Linked DNA regions of Rattus norvegicus: region 1 is linked to region 2. The links are chromatin contacts, called in public Hi-C maps. All regions are on one chromosome and are shown on one strand. Each heading gives the region's core, a stretch centred on a gene start, on an enhancer-like site or on the middle of the called end of the contact. The rest is flanking DNA. Distances are from core to core; before and after follow the strand shown.

Region 1 (6,436 bases), core at 547-3,046, 510 kb after region 2:
CATAGCTCCCCTCATCTGTCACCCCATGGCACCAGCCTTATCCTGGTACCAAGGCTTAATCCACTAACAATGCATTTAGTATCTAGGTCACTTTGCCCTTTTCAAAAGATTGTTTTTGCGAAGAATTCTCACAGACATTATTTTACTTACAGCCCAAGGTTCTGGTAAGAATTAATTACGTGTAACTTGTGTATATACATACATCGGTCCTTTCCTACCATCCCAACACACTTTTTCCCAAAGCGTCTTTATGAAACTGGACATCTTCAAAACACTACTTTACTGACAATTCTCATCATCTCCTAGACCGCCCTTTCCCTGGACTTTTGTGTGTAGCACACACTGTCTGGTCTCTTAACTAGCATCTACATATGTGTGAATGTGTACGGTATGGTCATCCTACACACTCTATGCTGGCCCATGTTTTCCTCACACTGGATGACACGCAGGATGCTCTCCACCCTCTCACCCCAACCCTTCCAAGCAGGAACATTCTCAGAAGAGATCCTGGTTAATGGCGATTGGAGATACACCTGTTGCTCGCTCTGTGCATTATGATGCAGCCTTTCCCTCCTTGAGTGCTTCTCGGAAGGGTAGCCAGAGGGGTGTGTTTTCCGTATTATTATGGATCTGTTCCATTGACCACTTTATCACTTTATATTGCGTTCTCTCTTCTCTCTCTCTCTCTCTCTCTCTCTCTCTCTCTCTCTCTCTCTCTCTCTCTCTCTCTCTCTCAATGAGTCACTTCTGAGGCTTTACATCTAGAAAATCCAGTCTGCATTTTCCAATTTTCTTTTCTGTACAGGTTCTGGATTCGATGGAATGCCATGTGCCTGTAATTTCAGCATCTAGGAAACTGAGGAAGAAGAATCATGGGTTCAAGGCTAGGCTGAGATACCTAGGGAAACAGTGCTTCCAAAAAGCAAATGTATTTGAAGAGTGGAGAGATGGCTCAGTGGTTAAGTGGTTAAGAGAACTTGTTGTTCTTACAGAGGACCCAGGTATGGCTCCCAGCACCTCCTGCATGGTGACTCACAATCAACTGTAACTTTAGTTCCAAGGGATCTGATACCTTCTTCTGGCCTTCTTGGGCATTTTTGCAATATTAAATTATAAATATATTATACATTATAATATTAATAATTATTATACAATATAATATATTGTATAAATATATTATTAGTAATAACCATCTTATATTACATGAATATATATACACACACACACACACACACACACACACACACACGCACACACTGACTTGACTCTGAGCTGTACCTCCTCATCTATTTGCCAGCACAATGGCACCTTCTTCATGATTTTTTACAAAGATTAGGTCAGTTAATGGGCACAAAGCTCTTACACAGCACAGTGACAGCACTCTCTGGTGTGTCATAGAGAATGTTAGCTGTCAGCCTTGTGACTTTAACCAACAGATTGTCTGGAAACAATGGATACCATCTCCAACAGTCTCTGCAATCTACCAAAGACCTTGTATGACTACCAATCATTTCTTGATGCTTAGTTTTTAGGAGAGGCATTGGGGACACTGTTGCTGGGCTTTCCTGGTGTCCCTTTGCACCTCTCTGCTGCATCCATACTTCTCTCCTGACTTGTGCTTCCCCAAAGGGCAAGGAAAGCAAAGGAGTGAGCCAGGAAATCATTGCCAGATCCCATACGAAGAGCTATGTTTCCTAAACAACTCCTGCTCAGTAGCGTCATAGAGGGGATCTCATCACAGCCGAAGGGAGAAGAGGCAGCCTTGCTCTTCTAACAGAATGCATGCTACAGAACCTTGCCTGAGGATGGAGCCTTCTGCTCAGGGCAGTGTGAGACTTAAGCATGTCTTCCAAGCAAGGCATGCCCCAGACATTCCTAACTTTGCCCTTCTGGCTTCCTTGGGCTTTCATGCATGTGTCTAGGCTAAAATATACCAATAGTAACATAGCTGGCTGGACTTAACCATCCCACCAGCTACCTGGTCCACCTTCAGACTCAGCCTCCTCCAGCTCACCTTGTGCCATTCAAGAGGCGTTAATAGGAGATAGTGGATCAGACACTACCAGTCAGAGCATGGACTTCAAACTAGGGTACCTGGATCACTTTAAGTCCCTGCTCAAGTAGATCCAACTCCCAGTGCCTGCATGGGCCTCTCTGGAGTCTATCCTGCAAAAACCGACCTCCAAAAGGTTGAGGGGACTGTAGACTTGTAAGCTACAGGGTGCACCGGCCCTTCTTGGTATGGATGGAGTCTAGGGGATGATGGGATGGACCCGAGATCTTTGTTGTTCTCCCACAGGTTCCTCATGGCTGAGGAAGAGTTCGTGCTCCCCTTTCCCACATACATTTGACTTTCTTGATCACAAAGCCAGTCCTACACTCTGCATTATGGTTCCCAGAGGAGCCCAGGCCTTTCCTTCTGAATCCAGTCTCTTTTATTTCACCCTTACCCAGGGTCAATGTTGTAACTGGCCATAGTAGATCATGCTGAGGGGTGTAAAGGATCCAAGCAGGTATCTCTTGGCCTAAGCCACTGGGGCTTCTTGCACTTTCTTGCTCTAATGATGACATCATCTTTTTCTTTTCACTGTTTTTTTTTTCTAAAGGGATGATCTTATTATGTCACCCAGTTTTGCCTCAGCCTCCTGAGTGTTTGGCATTTGCCCCAGTGAACCACCAGGCTAGGCCTATGTAATTCTGCATGTTGCCTCATATAAAGTTTAGACAATAATAAATAGTGTGATAATGATCAGATGTTGTGAAGTTGGGGTTAAACCAGTCCTAACATATGATAGACACAGGGTGCCCAAACCACACACCTTCTTCATTCAAACCAATACCACCCAAAGGAAGGATCTGCAAACTGATACCCAGAAACCCAGCATGACTCTCACCCCCACCAGCATCCTTCGCCCTGAGCTGAGGGTACCGGTTTTGACAGAACCTCCACGGAAGTGTCAGGACACTCTCGACAATCTCTTTTCTCCCCTGCACCCACATAGTCAGACGATTTCCCAGGGTAAACATGTGAGAAGCAAGCCCATCATCTCCACTGAAACCCAACCTTGCCCCATGTGGTCCCACTCGAACCCCAGGCTCAAATTTGGCTTGGCCCTCCTGGTGGCTTTGCTGGGATGGGGTTTTAAGACACTGATCCTCAGTCTCCATTACCCTTATATCCCCCAGGTCTGGCATCTCCTGGACTAAGACATCATCCCGTAGCCAGGATACCCATAGGAACCTGTGGCATGGGGGTGAGCACTCCTGGGCTGGTCCACAGTCCAAGGCTAACCCAAGCTAGGGCTTCCCCAGGCATCACTTCAGAGGGGAAGCTGACACACTGTAGGAATATAGACACACCTCTGAAACAACCACACTCTGCTTTATTGGGTGTTCCGTGGTCATATAACACAGACTTCTTAAGGAATAATAAACACGAGACTTGTATTTTACCATAATTATCTTGCCATTAAGACAGTGGTTACAAAATATAAAACAAAAATTTGAAAAAGAAAAAAGAAAGAAGTACCTTTCTGGCTACACACATGATCAGCTTTAGCACTGAAAGGTCCCCCCTCGTGGGTCACAATCACAGGTTCAAGGGTTAAAACCGTCTAGCAGTAAATTCTACAATGATGTAGAGCATCAAGTCACTGCAGTCACTCAGTTCTGAGACGCTGTTGCCTTAGGTTAGCATTTACACATGACATTCATTTCACAGACACAGAAAGCAAACCAACAGGTAAACATGCTTACACGGACTGCGGAAATCTTCCGGTTTAAAACTGTTGTGTTTGTCTTGTTTCTTTTTTTTTAAGAAAATGCTCGAAAACAACCAAGAGGCCCGCGGCCCCGTACAAGAAACATCGGGAGTGAATACTGAAGAGCTGCAAGTTTCTCAAAATCCAAAGGAATGAACCAAAAAAAAAATAAAAAATAAAATAAAATAAAAAAATGTGTTTTCCAATGTTCAAATTTCCTCTCTAAGCGCAGGTAAGAAAAAAAAGAGCAAATATATTAAGTCAACCAATTTTTAAAAGTGCAATTTACCTTTATAACAATGAAAATTAACAACAAACCCAAAATACCGACCCTTAACCCCAAAGACAAAATGTGTGGACACTCAAAGTATCGCTAATTTTTGATGCTCTGTTTTACACAAGCAGATTGGATTCATAAAAGCCTACAGACCTAACACTGCTTACAGGGACCTGTAAACACATCTGGAAAGGAGTATGACAGACATCAGCAAATACAGAAAGAAGCCAGCTAGTGAAAGCCTGTCACTATAACAGGAAGAGGAAGGGTGATAGATATGAGGTGACATGGTCTCTAAGAGGCGACATGATCTCTAAAGCGGGTCATGCGGTTCCATTTGTATAGTTTTCTTCCCACAACATATTATTTCCTAAAATAGGGTTGCCCCTCTTGTAAAAAGACTTGAAGTCTAATTATCCCAAAGATTTCTACCTTTGCAAAGCCTTCCCCCATCATGTTAGACCTTTTGAAAAAAAAACTGTAAAGAAAATGTTCCTCCGACCACCACACTCACACAATGAGAAATCCCAACATTCTAGAATCCCCAAAAACGCTTCCTGGCGAAGGCTGGGCAGGGCTCCTCCACAGAGAGACTGGTCCCAGTTTGGTTGTCTCATGTGAGCTTGGGAACTGGGTTTACAGATTTAACTGGAGACTGTTACTCCTACAGTCTAATTCTTCCCCCCATCTCTTTCCACCACAAGTGACTCTATTCTGGGCCCACATGTGACAATATTGGTGACATAATCAGGACCATCCCTGTGTCTGGCAAGCCTCAAGCTCAGCCACCTCCTAGTGACGGGAATCAGCTAGCACCAATCTTAAACAGACACCAGGCTAGCACAAAACTATGGAGTGGGGGTCAAAACTAGGGTCCGCTCAGGCTGTGTCTGAGGCCAAATTCAGATGCCTGGCTTTGAGAACAAACAAAAAGCCAGGGAAAAAAGCACATTGTCTCGAAGAAACACAAACCAGGAGACCAACATCTAAATCTCTCCAAGAGTGCAGAAGAAAAAGCCAGAACAGACCGGAGACACAGAAAAATGGTAGAGAACCTTCAAAAGGTCTAATCTGTTGCAAAATCTAGGCCAAAGAAGAAAACCAGTCTCTTCTCAACAGCTGACCCGGAAGAGTAAGGGATGGGTGATACAGACACATGGAACCTTTCCAGAGGGGCGGCGGTAGCCTGCCAGCCTCGGAATCAGCTTAATGGTTAAGTAATTGCATCATTAGGATGTCCAGTTCAAGACCCAAGGATTAATATTGAATCAGACTTTCAATTTAGTATTAAAAAAAAAAACACTCCCACCCCCCCATCCCTCCCCAGTCCCACAAAGAAAACCATTTTTAAAAATTTTTCAAAAGAAAAGAAGGCAGCTCAGGGTAATTCACTAAATCTTCCCCGTGACAGGAAGGTGCTGACTGCACAGCCAAGGATGTGATAAGGGCACCCTTGCTGGGATCTGCATGGTGGCGCATGTCTGCATGTTGGATGCAGCTCAGTGTGGGGTGGGTGGCTGGGCTTGGGTGTGGTGTTCATGACTGTGTAGGGACTTGGGTGAGCGAATTCAGAAACTCCAGGGGAGACCGAGTGCAGGGGGCCCAAGAGGAAGCCCCAGGAACTGGCTGCCCACAGCAACTATCACAGGCTCTCTCAAAAAAAGGAAAAAAAAATTGGAAGGAAGGAAGTCTCAGAATGTCCTCAGGTGTCCCATCCCCCATCCCCACGTGGCCTGCAGGCCTAGGAGCTTTAGCCCAGGCTGGTGATGTTGGCGCGGCCACCAGGGGGTGCCACAATGCGCTGGGTGGTGCGGCGGGGAATGTTGTCGTCAATCTGAGCACCTAGAGAAGAGGGAAGAGACAAAAAAAAAAAGAGTGTGAGGGTCTTCAGAAATAAAATCAGACTCTTGCGGTAAGCCCAGGAACACTCCTGGGGGAAAAGCTGAGCCAAGCACACATATCCCCACCCCTTTCTCCAAACCTCACTAACTACGGTAAGTTCAAACTACAGGAAGTAGGAGGACCTGCCTGCAGCCTACAGGTCATCTCTCCCTGGGCAAGTATAAATTTGATGCAAAGTACTAGTGAATATGGCTTTTCTGACACATGCCTCTCACTCAGGAGGAGTATGGATGGTTCAGGTAAAGAATCCCAGACCTGAAATTCCCAAACCCAGAATGCTCTAAACTCTACAACTATTTTAGGGTTGACAGGATGTGACCAGTGGAAGATTCCACACTTGACCTGATATGACTAACTGTAGTCAAACTTGAGGTACTAAAAATCCTGTATCAAATCCCCTCCAAGACTGTGTCATATGCATATGAAACACAGATGCATGGCATGCTGGCTTTTTAAGATTTTATTTCTATTTTTAATTATGTGTATTTACATGTAT
Region 2 (6,644 bases), core at 265-2,764:
CATGGCCAAAAGCACTCTAGTGAGGAAAGGATTTATTTGGCTTACATGTCCTGGATCACGGTCTGTTGAGGGACACCAAGGCAGGGAACCTCAAAGCAGGAACTGAAGAAGACTCCATGGAGGGGTGCTGCTTTCTGGTTTGCTCCTCATGGCTTGCTTAGATTGCTTCTTCATACACTCTAGAACCACCTGCCCTGGGGGTTGGGATAGGGACACAGATCATGGTGGACTAGGCCTACCCACATCAATCAAGCCTCCCACGGGTTCTCCACAGAACCATCTTATGGATGGTTTCCTCCATAAGATATTTTCTCCCTTCAGGTTCTCTCTCTCCAAATGACTTCAGCTTGTGGAAAGTTGACAAAATTAGCATGAGCTCTCATAACATCATCAGTGGCTTTCTAAGAGGAAGTGAGATCTGAGCTGGTACACTTGCCTGTCTGGCCATGTGGTATTCTCTGTCTCATCATGATGCAGCAGGAAGGCTGGCACACCCGGCTCTCAAACGTCCCTGCTCTGGAATCTATTCTTTATAAACCATCTTGTCTGCTGTTCTAGCAAGAGGAATAGAAAACAGACCCAAACACTACCTTCTGATTTAGCACCTAGTAATTGTTTATCTCGTGCAATATTTTAAAAAAAAATTATATGCTTCCTATGATACCAAGGAGTTTTGGAATCTGCAGCTCCTTGCTTAGTGTGTATGCTTGGGAGAAGACAACAGCGGAAAGCTACAAATATCAAATTGTAATGGGCAGCTGGAAACATTCAGCTTGCCTTTCTTGGCAAGTATCCAGCCTGGATTTTTTTTTAAAAGTGTCCCTGTGTAACCCAGGCTGGTCTCGAACTCTTGATCCTCCTGCCTTAGCCTCCCAAGTGCTGAGATTACAAGCATGTTCAGCACGACTTTCTCATCCTGGCTTTAACTGCCTTGTAATCTCAGCACTTGGGCCTGATGCCACGGGCATGCTTCCATATTTATTTCACTCTCACGCCCCATTTTACTACCATTTTACACAGGAACTCATTTATCCAACCACAAGCCCAGAATCGCATCTCCTCAGGTCTTCCTGCTACCTCGAGGCAGCAGTAAACTCGACCAAAGTCAGAGGACAACCTATGTGAGGGTTTTGAGAAAACATTCCCAGTGCTGCATGACCCAGCTACTGCTTTGGACTCAGGTTCGGATCCCACCTAGGGAGCTAAGGAGTTAAAACATGAACGTCCCTAATCATCTATACTAGGAGTCTGAGATTTCGGGAATTGCTTAAGGATGGCGGCCCTTGGCTTCACTTCCTATTTCACAACGGAAATCCCACACTTCGGTGGGACGACAGATCCTTCCGCGCTGGATCTAAATGGATTGCTTCGGAGCTGGTGGAGACCAGGAACCACACCTCCTCCGGGAGACCCCGCGCAGACCGGAAGTGGGCGGGTCCGAGCCCTCAAAAAACATTCGTGATTGGCTGGAGGCACCTTAGCTCCCCGCTCTTCTGCGGGGACAACGCCCTCAGGCTAGGCATGAAGGCGGCTGCATCGGTGGTGACGGCTGCTGCTCCTGCGATGGAGCCAGGCCCCTCTGTGTCCCCCGGGCCTTCGCGCTCCTTCAAAGAGGAGCTGCTGTGTGCCGTGTGCTACGACCCGTTCCGCGACGCAGTGACTCTGCGCTGTGGCCACAACTTCTGCCGCCGGTGCGTGAGCGGCTGCTGGGAGGTGCAGACGACGCCCTCGTGCCCGGTGTGCAAGGAACGAGCGGTGCCCGGGGAGCTGCGCACCAACCACACGCTCAACAACCTGGTGGAGACCTTGCTGCGCGAGGAGGCCGAGGGCGCGCGCTGGACCGGTCGCCGGTCCCCGCGCCCCTGCCGCGCGCACCGTGCCCCGCTCACGCTCTTCTGCGTGGAGGACAAGGAGCTGTTGTGCTGTGCCTGTCAAGCCGACGCCCGGCACCAGGAGCATCGTGTGCAACCCATCAAGGACACTGCGCAGGACTTCCGGGTGAGCACCGCGCCAGCCCGCCCTAGAGACCCCCCCCCCGCTACCCCTCCCTTCACCCGGGCCTAGCAACCATCTTGCCCCCTATCCAGGCCCGTCTGAACAATGCTGGAGTGGTACGGTTTTCAGACATTCGGGCTTGGCGCGGTCAGTTTAGAAATGGAAAAGGCCAGAACCTAAAGCCTTGAGATTTCCCCAGCCCAGCAGTGCCCCCACGGGTTACAGAGCCATAAGAAAGGCCTTTGGCGCTGGCCTGCTGCTTTACTCCGATTACTTTTTTAGTATCCAAATATCTGGAGTTCCAGTGGCTATAATTAAACCAAAAGCAGCTGACACGACAGAACTAGCATGGCGGGGAAGGGTGGGTGTCGGTTCTGCAGGAAATCTAGCTAGGCGAGTACTTTACCTCGCAGCTGCACCCCAAGCCTAGTTTTGATTTTGAGCCAAGCTCCTAAATTAGCCAGGCAGGCCTTGAACTTTTCTTTGCTTACCTCAGCCTTGTGAGTGGCTGAGATTAACAGGCCTGTGGCACCAGACCCAGTGAAAAGGTCTTTGTTCTAAAACAGAAAAAAAATTGTTTTAGTACACGAGGTCAGACATTTTCGATAACTATTCGGCCTAATCGCTTAGAAATGCATGCTCCATTGCTTTACATAACACCCATCCTGGCATATCGACTTAATTTTTTTTTAAGGGTTTCTGAAATGTCCATTTTACTCTGGCAATGTCTTGTTTTAGAAGAGAAAAGCTCTTTTAAAGTCAGGAATGTACTGGAACAGCTAAATTTGTTTCATTAGCTGCTAATTCATGGGTCAGAACCACAGTTGGGAGGGCCCAGGGTCAGCTGCTAGGAAGCCTGACATGGTGAAGAGGAGATCCTGCAAGAGCCCGGGGTGCACATCTTCAGACGCCCTTTCTCCACTTTGTGAAATGCCTTTTTGGAATCTCAGCAGAGTTGATGGCAGCTCCATATAGAGTGGAGGCGGAGCAGATGGCTACCATGTACACACATGTTCTGACAGTCATCCGTCCTATTGGCTCAGCAGCGGTCCACAGTGCCTCCTGTTCCCTCATTCACTGGCTGATGTGCTAGATCTCTATTTGGCATAGCTGCAGGAGACAGCCATGGGCTTGGGTCCTGGTTCGAATCCCCTGGGGCTAGCAAAGGTACAGATTGGCATGGGTGGTATGTCCTCAGAACGGGTTAAAGCATCAGCTGAAGGCCCGAGAGAGCACGGGCCTGGAGACTGACTGCCTTCTTTCTATTCTTGCTGGGTTCCTTGTATTGGAAGGCCTCAGGAACACTAGAAGTAAGGCAATGTTAATAATTGCCACTCTCTGGGAGCTTCTAGCAAAAGTCTCAAGAACCTAGAGACATTAACCAGGTGAAGGAGGCTGGGGGTGGGGGGGGGTTGCAAGAAGATGCAGCAGCATATAGAAGGTTCTAGAAGAGAGAAAGCTTTGGACACCAGGTGAAGCCAGGAAGCCAAAGTCTCATTCTTCATTTTAGAATGGTGGTGTGAGGCCAGTGGGTGGTCCGTGTGAGTGAGTCTTAAAGAGCAGGGGGTGGGCCAATCTGAAAGATCCCAGGAGTTCTCACACTGTGTGCTCAGCCAGAGGCACTGTGCCCTATTCATTTATTTATTTGTGAAATAAACATACTGAGGACCCCTTTGATTCTTACACTCTGTCCTAGGTATTCTGGCTGCTTAAAACCATACATAAGGCAGTCAGACCCTCTGTTCTAGTTAATTTTATCTCGGTTATCTGAGGGAGTTTCAGTAGAGGGGGTTGCCCAGAATAGATCAGCCAATCAGAGAGATTTGTCTAGATTGATGATTGATGTGGGAGGGCCCAGTTCATTGGTCCTGGATAGTGTAAGAGCAGTGTGTGTACTGGGCCCTCCCACACCAATCAGAGGAGCTGTCTGATGGACAGCATTTGTCCATTATTTTCATAGTTTCTGCATTAGTTCTTGCTTGATTTCCTGCCCTGACACCCCTCAGTGGTGGTGTATGACTAGGAACTATGAGCTGTAATAGACCCTTTCTTCCCAGAGTTGCTTTTGGTTGTCGTGGCAACAGAAACCAAACAACACTGTTTACAGAAGTTGACATTTCAGAGGAGTTGGTGAGGCAGTCATTAGATAAAATGATGGATGTGGATTGTTGAGAAAGCAGGCAGCATAGGACGACCCACTACCAGGTAAGAATGGTGAGATTGTCCCTGCTGGGTACCCTCAGGAATCCCAGAGGTGGGTGCTTAGAAAGATCCCTTTGGCCTCCATGTTGATAATCCAGTAACAATAATCTTTGAGGACTTGCTTACTCTGTGTTAGATGCCCTGAAGCATTAACAGACTTTAATGCCCACAGAAATCCTGGAGCTGTATGACGGCTAATCTTGGTGGCAGCACAGTACAACTTCTCCAGTGTCTGCAGTCTTCCTGTCAGTAAACCCTTTCACAGGTTCATCACGTGGTGGCCTCCTTAGGAGGTGGTAAGTTAGGAGGTAGGGCCTGACTTGAGGAAGGTGGTTTGTGGTAACCGTTCTTGGAGACTGTGTAAGCTCCTTTCTCTGCTTCTTGCCCACCTCTGTTCCACCACCTCTAATCCCACCCCAGTGAGGGACCCAGCTGATACTTTCAAAACAGCAAAATGAAGAATTCCTTTCTTTAGTCATCCTGTTGGGTTTGTGGTTTGCGGCCTGCAAAAGTAATAAAGGTGGTGCGTGTTGGCTTTTCTATCACTACTGCAGGGCAGACCCACTCATAGGGCACTGAGGGGGATGTTAATGAGCTGGGACTTTGTCCTAACACAGTGGGACCTGATGGAAGGAGGGCTGACAAGATTTTGGAACATGTCATAGTGGATCAATCCAGAGCTCAAGAAAGACCCTAAATGCTCAGAGGGACTTTAGGAAGTCTCTCAAGTACAGTGTTCACAGGTTTGGATAGATACACATTGTGTGTGTGTGTGTGTGTGTGTGTGTGTGTGTGTGTGTGTGTGTGTGTGTGTGTGTGTGTGTTTATGAGGGCGTGGTTTGTGTATGTCTGCATAGGCTGGAGGTGGGCAGAGGTAGTGGCAGCCTGTCCTTCTTTCCTCTCTGTCTGTCTGTGTCTGTCTGTCTGTCTGTCTGTCTGTCTGTCTGTCTGTCTCTCTCTCCCTCTCTCTCTCTCTCCCTCTCTCTCTCTCTCCCCCCATTTCAACACTGGGCCTCACACTAGATTTGAAGTTCTATTTGAGCTAGGTTTGGCCATTGAATTCCAGGGATGCAGAGCTGAGAGAGCTTACAGGTGTGTGGGTGCTCAGGACCAGACCTGAGCTTCTCTTACTTGGATAACACACACTTTACCGGCTGACTCACCTCCCCAACCCCACGTTTCTTCTCAAAGGGAAAAGTATCCCAGCAGGATGGCTTAGATGTGTTATTGCTTATGAGTGCATGGACAAAGTTCCTCGTACAAGCAGTGACCAAGAAGTTGATATACTGCATCTCAGTAAAACTAAAATCAGTGTAATTCTAGCTGGGACATTAGTTTGAGGTTGTTTGCATTGGTGAAATTAAATCTTTATCCTTGGCAAAGAACTATTAGGTCAATTTTCTGTTTATTTCCAAGCAGCAACCTGGCTAGCCATCCAAATGGAGGTTCACCACACTCTTGGAGAGAGCAGGGTCCTTCCCCTATGCACTTCAGATTCCCTTCTCTGGAGTGGACTCTCGAGTGTGCACTGGTGAGAGATAATGTGATGAACAACCCATGGTGTGCGGATGAGTGCAGACTCTGGGGCAGAGTGAGTACTCAGTGGACAGAGGTCACCATTATAATTAGCATTGGATTTGTTTCTGAAGAAGTCTCTAACTCATTTATGGAGTATAGAGAGGAAAGGATAAAAGTGGAGAGAAGTTAATAGGCCTTGAATACAAAAGGTAGGCAGAACCAACTTAAAACTCAAAAGTGTGTCTTCCCAGCTTAGCGGCAACAATTAAGAGTTTAAAAGCACTGAAGGGCTGGAGAGATGCTTGGCAGTTAAGAGCACTAGTTGCCCTTAGAGAGGACCTGAGTCTTGTTCCCGGCACCCACACGGCCGCTTACAACAGTCTGAAACTCTAGTTCCAAGGAATCTGACATTCTCTTCTGAGCACTGGGCACTAGTCACACATGCAGTTTTCACAGTCACATGCAGACAAAACACCCACACACATAAAATAAAAATTTTCAAAAAAACCAAGTGTTTGAGCACCTTCCTTAAACTGATGTTTATGTGTGTTCCTTGTTCAACAGAAGTGATTTTATTTTTTAAAATTAAGCAGGATGCAAGAGAAATGGCTAAATGGGTCAGTACTTACTGAGTGCTTGGCTCAAGGTCAGATTCCCAGAACTAACATAAAAAAATGAGATCACATGATTACCTGAACTTTAGCTCTATTGTGGGGCAGAATGAGGAGATCCTTAAGAATTGCTGAGTACTGGTCTAGCTCTAGATTTAATGAGATACTTTGTCTCAATTATGGTAGACTAAGGCCCAGGGGACATTGAAGAGAAGCCAGACAACCAGTGAGTTTGCTGTGAGTCTGTCTTCTAGGAATGTCAAGAGTAACCCTCGTGTCTCCCCAGTATGACCACCTGAGCATGAGCCCAGCAAGGGC

What was found. A called contact is a pair of places that touch in the nucleus more often than the background predicts.
Region 1: a Hi-C map of frontal cortex shows a contact between it and region 2, with 2.5 times the contacts expected there. The contact joins the enhancer-like site here to the promoter of Trim35 in region 2. A contact is called at or near these places in 2 of 12 Hi-C or Micro-C datasets (Schwann cells and frontal cortex).

Annotation. Positions count from the first base shown.
Region 1 is chr15:45,177,680-45,184,115 of GRCr8, forward strand. It overlaps Dpysl2 (dihydropyrimidinase-like 2), which reads right to left. Exons shown (of 14, transcript NM_001105717.2): 14 at 3,362-5,880. The coding sequence ends at 5,789. Among named protein-coding and RNA genes, the nearest start is that of Dpysl2, 67 kb to the right of the region's middle. Within about 2 kb of position 1,797, at least 34 of the 93 cell types and tissues checked have an H3K27ac peak or open chromatin away from gene starts, as enhancers often do.
Region 2 is chr15:44,667,765-44,674,408 of GRCr8, forward strand. Trim35 (tripartite motif-containing 35) reads left to right here and starts at 1,515. Exons shown (of 6, transcript NM_001025142.2): 1 at 1,515-1,998. The coding sequence starts at 1,522. Mir6320 (microRNA 6320) reads right to left here and starts at 968; the gene lies at 848-968.